Regions from separate parts of the Mus musculus genome. Here region 1 is linked to region 2. Evidence: chromatin contacts called from public HiChIP or PLAC-seq data. All regions are on one chromosome and are shown on one strand. The core of a region is the stretch at or near the end of the contact, and the rest is flanking DNA. Distances in the headings are between cores, read along the strand shown. Region 1 holds the start of Gars (glycyl-tRNA synthetase). Region 2 overlaps Znrf2 (zinc and ring finger 2).

Region 1 (2,988 bases), core at 405-2,904, 190 kb before region 2:
AAAACCGTTTAACTAGATGATCTTCAAACTCTTTCCAGTGACACTGGACTCAGTATGACTCAAATTTTCCACGCAACTAATCAGTGTATATGTACTTCTGGAAAAGTAGAAAAGAAAAAAGTCCAAACTAACTTAAATAAATTAATTCAACTATTGGGAAAATATCCCAAAGTTAAAAAAAAAAAAAAACCAAAAACCCTATCAAACAAACACATAAAACCAAAAAAACAAGTCAAAACCAACAACAAAGGACATGAAGGTCACACAAGCTGTACAGGAAGGCTCTCCATGATCAATGCGTCCTGAAGTTAACTACATTCAGTCTTACTACAGAGGAATACTATGTACTGCAGTTCCAGGCTAACGTGGCAGAGGGAGGGGTTTGCAGTGTGTGCTTTTTTTTTTCCCCCAAAATTAGATGTATTGTTCCAAAGGAAGGAGTTAGGTCACAACAAAACAACAAAGGAGTCACACATACATTTATGTGGGGAGTGGAAGGTGGATGGAGACTGAATGTACAGAACATACAATTAAAAAAAGAAAAAATAAAGCCCATAGTGAAAATCAAAATGAAAGCCTATTAACTGAGTCGGGCTCAAACTGGAGCAAAGTGGCAGAATTCCTCGAAGCTGCAGCACCTCAGCTCCAATGAATTATCCTTAAGACAGGATTCCACCCTCCTTAGCTAGACAAACGATTGCATCAGGCGCCAGAGCAGGCGCAACCCGACCGGTGTTTACAGCTAGTAGGTCATGGATGCCGGGCCCTACTGTAAGCTCTGGCTCTCACTGGGTGTGGGTATCATTCCAAATACTTTTCTCCTTTCCCTCTTAAGTCTGATCACCACCACTCAGTGCTACAGTAAAAAAAGGAGATCTGCATTAAATCCCCAGATTCTCCAGCTAAGAAACCTCCCTTCCCTTCCGCAAAATGACATTTTCAGGTGTTCCACCCTAAGAATGGATGACTTCACTGAGTGGCTCGGTCAGTCCATCTACAATTTCCAGCTTGATCCGAAAGCTCGCTGGTTCCAGACACTCTCTTCAGAAGGCAGAAAGATGACAGGAGAGGGATCATGAATTCGCATCAGTATTGGAGGGGGGTGGGGGGTCGACACCTCCCCATAGCCACGTTTCGACCGTGAGCCAGTCCTCAGGCTAAACACTGAAGCAAGGAAGATAAAGAGAAGGGAACGCTTCCCAAAGCATCCCCAAGACTAAAGAAAAGAAGCGCGCAGCATCAGCTTGCCGCTGAGCCGAGCCATCGGGGCGCTCAAAGAGGGAGGCGAAGCCTACGGCTGGATTCGGGGTACGCAGAGAGGGCACGAGGCCCAAGGATCACGGATGCCGACGCAGCGCGGGGACAGGGGAAGGACGGACAGGAGCGGGGTGCGGCGCGCGGCTGCGGGCGAGGGTCGGTACCTGCTGGCGCACGGCTAGCCGCAGTGGGGCCAGCAGCTCCTCCGCGCTGTCCATGCTGCTCCGGGAGGCGGCGGGCTGCGCGGGAGCGCTGAGGAGCCGCTGAGACGCGGACGCTGCGACCACTCGGGGCGGCGACAGGAGCGGCAGCGCGGCGCGGGTGGCTCTGAGCAGCGAGGGGAGCAGACAGGGCATGAGCACGCCGCCTAGGCGGTGCGCAGGGCGGCTACGGAAGCGGCGCGCGGCCCGCCCGGTGCATGATGAAATAGCGCAGCCAGGCCGCAGGCGCGCGCAGCCGCACTTCCCGCAGGCGCGCGCAGCCGCCGCGTCTGCAACCGCAGATTCGGCAGAGAACCCGGAAGGGCACCAACTTGCTCAAAAATGTGTGAAGAGGACGCTCCAGACAAATGCACAGAAGGACATGGCTTCTGAGAGTGCAGTCCTAACCTAGATGCCCGAGCACCTTTAGATCGTGGGCTTCTCTGTTGTCCCAGACGCTCGAATCGCCCCACTGGAACACCCATACTTCTGCTTCTTCCTCAGCCCATTGTTTAGAAGAGTATATAAAGTCACATAAAATCGGAACCTAGAGTTACTATAACTCTAGTGGGTCATGGTGATGCACATCCGTAATCCCAGCACTTGGGAAGACGAGGTAGGAGGATCGTGAGTTCAAGACCAGCCTAAAATACACAGTGAGCCTCTGTCTTTAAGAAACAAACAAACAACAACAGCAAAAACAAAAATATTGCTCAAGACCCAATGTTCCTCGGACTATTTATAGGAATCAGAGTTGCTGTTCTTCTCAGGGCATGCCAGTTAATTTGAAAGACAAGGTGTAGAGGCAAAGGAAAAGTGATTTTACTTGGATAACCACCTCATGGAGCAGTCAGGGGAACTCTAGCCTCAAAGCTCTTGCAGAAGTTATATAGGTTGGATGCTCCCAAACTTGTGGACACCTCACAGCCAGTCAGCCAGATGATGGGCCCAACCGGGAGATACCACCTTCCAGTTTCACAAATATCAAGAAGACCATCATTATCCTTGTGCTATTGTTGTGATTGGTTAGCTGGTTTTTTACACAGTGGACAGTCTAGAGGGCAATGAACCTGGCTCAAGGCCCTCTTTCAGAGAACCCAACTCCATGCAGTGAGAGACCACACGTTCTCAACTCCCAGAAATCTTTGATGCTGTTTTTTAGGGTGAAGAACCAGACACAAGGTAGTTACTAGTTTACCCAGTATCCCCAAGACAAAAGTTAAGCAAGAGGAGGTTTGTGACGCTCTTCATTTGCTTCCAAGTTGCTTTTACTGCCAATTTTAGGGATCACGCGTATTTTTATTAGCTTTACTGGATATAACACCTGGGGTGCTGTGGCAATCTTGGTGTTTTTCAGGAACTTGAAGGTGTAAACCAGTTTAAGTTCCTGGCCCTTTCCTGCAGCCTGCACAGATATCCAAGGGTGACCTTTTGAAATCTGGAGGCTTAAAATTTCACACTCAGAACATGCTATTGCCACCATTGTTTAGAAACATAGATCCAGTGAAGGGGTCCTGACAAAGATCGCTGA
Region 2 (2,972 bases), core at 462-2,961:
CCCTTACCATCAGTCAGAAGCTTCTGCAGAATGGCAGGGAAGCTAAGTACTCAGGCCCCATTCTAACAGTTTGTGCTGCCAGGAGTCAACCCCCAGTGCCTCCAGGGGGGAAAAAAAAAGGCAAGCCTTATCAGTGAAGTAAAGTCCTGATCTCCATTCCTCGTGAGATTTACATATCAATGCATTATTCTACAAAAGCAGTAAGTTATGCAGATGCAATGTGATTAGCCATGGGAGGTCCTAGCTCCTGCAGGCAAAGAAGGGGAGGTTATCTTCTCCAAACCAGAGTCCAGGCAGGGGGTGAGGGGGATGGGGGGGGGGCGGGGGGAAGGTAGCCAGGTTCAACACTAGGCTGGCTATGTGGATGGCACTGATCCAAGCTCGCAGGTTCTTGTATTTTAACCTTTATGTTTTAATTGACTAATAATTACTATAAGGAAATAATAGATAGGCTTACTCTAAGTATATATGAGCTGAACAAATTAATGAGACAAATGTGTTTACAAGACATTTTATAAAGTAATCTCCATTGGCTATACCAGGCAATACGGACCTCCAAATATGGCAGCTGTCCTCTCTTCAATAGTGCAAAGTATAAAGGGAATGAATATAGGTCCAACTGGAAAGAAATCCAAAGTAGCAGAACTGAGCTCTGCTTCTGGCTTGCTGCATCTTGGCTCCTGTTATGCACGATCATTACTGTACACACATGCCATCTGTCTTTGGACTTGACTTTTCATATTATTTCCCATTATTACCTTAATACAAATTTAGTGAAACCATTTCATTCTTTTCCTCCAAGAGAACAACTATGTCACCTGTTTTTGCTCAAGTAAATATACTTTGTTTTCAGGTATTTGTTAAAAACCTATTTCCATCTCTTCAAGTTCAAATCAAGTTTTATCATGTAATCTCTTCAGATCTTAAGCCCGAAACAACCTCCCTTAGCCTGTGAAGAGCCCAGAGTAATTCCACCCTCCTCTTACTGCATGCAAGCCTTCAAGCAGGTCTTTTCAATTGCAGTAAAACCACCGGGTCTGCAGGAGCCCCATAAAGGCTAAGATAAGACCAAGGCCTTAAAATAGCCTTGAGCAACATCCTGCTATCTGCCACACCCTGCGCTCCAGAACTAACCCTCATATGAATTCCTTTATTATCCCCTGAACATCTGCTTCAAAAGGAGACTGCTTATGCCCTTTCAAGGTCATTGTGTCAGCCCCTGAGCCTGACCATATCCCTAACTGGTTAGCAGCATTTTCCCGTAAAGTTGCTTTTAATTTACTACTTTGGTGATCCTTTCCTCATTATCTGTGCATCGTCCTAGGAACTGATGCGGTTAATTACAATATGAAATTCTATTTAGTCTCCTGTTTTGTTTGTAAAGTACAGTTTAAAACAGATACCGTAGAGCAGACCAAGATTGTTTAATTCATATATGCTAGGTGTTTAGCAGCCCTCTAACCTGTCAGAAATCTGCTAAATATGCCACTTAATATGTTTAAACTTACTGTGACAGAGACTCCCAAGTCCTAAGAGTGATTCCCCCAAACCTCCAAGAAGAGAAGGACACACAATACCAGAGGACACCACCTGGAGTGTGGTGCGCTAACCACTGGGCATAAATGTGCCAATGCTTTACCTGCTGCCAGGGCCTGGTTTAAACTGTGAACAGAGGACACTGGAGAACAACTGCCACGTGTTGCTTAAGACAAGGTGAGGGGATCTCTACCAAGTTCCTCCTCCACAGGAAGGCCTCTCAGATGTGTGGGGCCTGGTAGCTGAAGACTGATCCTTTGTTGGAGCTGTGTCCCCAACAAAGCCATTGATATCACAGGAACCTAGTGGGGTAATGGGTAAGTCTGTCATTTTAAATGACACAAAGGCCAATTACAGTACAATTTATCCTTCTACCTGCCAGTGGGTTTATGCTTCAAAAGAAGACTGCTTTTGCCCTTTCAAGGTTGTTGTGTCAGCTCCTAGCCTGACCAACACTCTAAACCAGTTAGAAGCACCCCCCCATCCCACCCCCCCCCCCCTGCAGTGAACGAAGTTGCTTTTGGTTTACTTCAGACTTTGGGGGGTCCTTTCCTCATTACCTGCTCACCCGTGAGCCCAACAGCCTCCATATTCACTCTATGTGACATCACTGCTGCTATGTACATCTTCTCTCTCAAGTGTGATACCCTCTGTGAGGCAGAAGTTATACATCCTTATATATTCTGTGTATATATTCTATTCCCAATTCCTCTCCCACCTAGACCTACAGACAACACTGAATACCTAAACCACCTTAGCTTCAATTCTACAGAGGGAATAGCAGCAAAATTAAGAAGCAGAACAAAGAACTCTAATTATGGCTAATCATAATCACAAGCAGTCAAGTCCTAAACCGCTCATGATTTTCCAAATTTATTTATAAAGAAAAACTGTTTCAAACATACTAAAATTAACCACTTTCTGTAAGCAAACAAGTTTTATAATACACAGCTAAAGTTCTGAAGTCTAACCTGAGAAGACAGCCATTTCAGCTGCTAGGGAGACCTATTAAATGGTAGGCATGTATAGGATTAACTGCTAGGAAAAAATTCTCCTAGAAATACAAGATAAACAACCTCCTAAGCCAGGACAAGACACAGATCGCCTACCCTGACTTTCTAATAAGAATAACTTCAGCTCAAGAGGTCAATGGAGAAAACAGCAAATGAAATCCCCAGCACTGAACCCTACTTCTATTAAGAGCAAAATATGTGAAATGAAAGCACCAGACCAGGGAAGAGCACAATGTAGCAAAATACATTCCAAAACAAGGTTGCTTGCTACATTGTAACCTTGTTCAACAAGTGCTTTATAGTCTAAAGACAAGATTCTCTAATGAATCATCCAAAGTAATCCTGAAGGAACATACATAACTCATGTCAACAGAGATCACTGCATAGCAGAGATTCTTGGAAATGTATTTCACATGGGTCCAA

Evidence for each region. HiChIP or PLAC-seq counts read pairs in DNA pulled down with a chosen protein or histone mark.
Region 1: a contact with region 2 is called in an H3K27ac HiChIP or PLAC-seq map of embryonic stem cells, with 11 read pairs. The contact joins the promoter of Gars here to the enhancer-like site in region 2. A contact is called at or near these places in 2 of 484 Hi-C or Micro-C datasets (CD4 T cells and embryonic stem cells), 6 of 115 datasets of contacts at active chromatin or transcription factors (CD8 T cells, embryonic stem cells, memory CD8 T cells and 1 more) and 3 of 9 other capture datasets (adipose tissue, liver and pancreatic islet).

Annotation. Positions count from the first base shown.
Region 1 is chr6:55,036,667-55,039,654 of GRCm38.p6, reverse strand. Gars (glycyl-tRNA synthetase) reads right to left here and starts at 1,654. Exons shown (of 17, transcript NM_180678.3): 1 at 1,422-1,654. The coding sequence starts at 1,613.
Region 2 is chr6:54,850,075-54,853,046 of GRCm38.p6, reverse strand. The region is part of intron 1 of Znrf2 (zinc and ring finger 2); the gene reads right to left. Among named protein-coding and RNA genes, the nearest start is that of Znrf2, 35 kb to the right of the region's middle. Within about 2 kb of position 1,711, at least 64 of the 459 cell types and tissues checked have an H3K27ac peak or open chromatin away from gene starts, as enhancers often do. A contact at or near this core is called in CD8 T cells, embryonic stem cells and memory CD8 T cells, where this site is marked.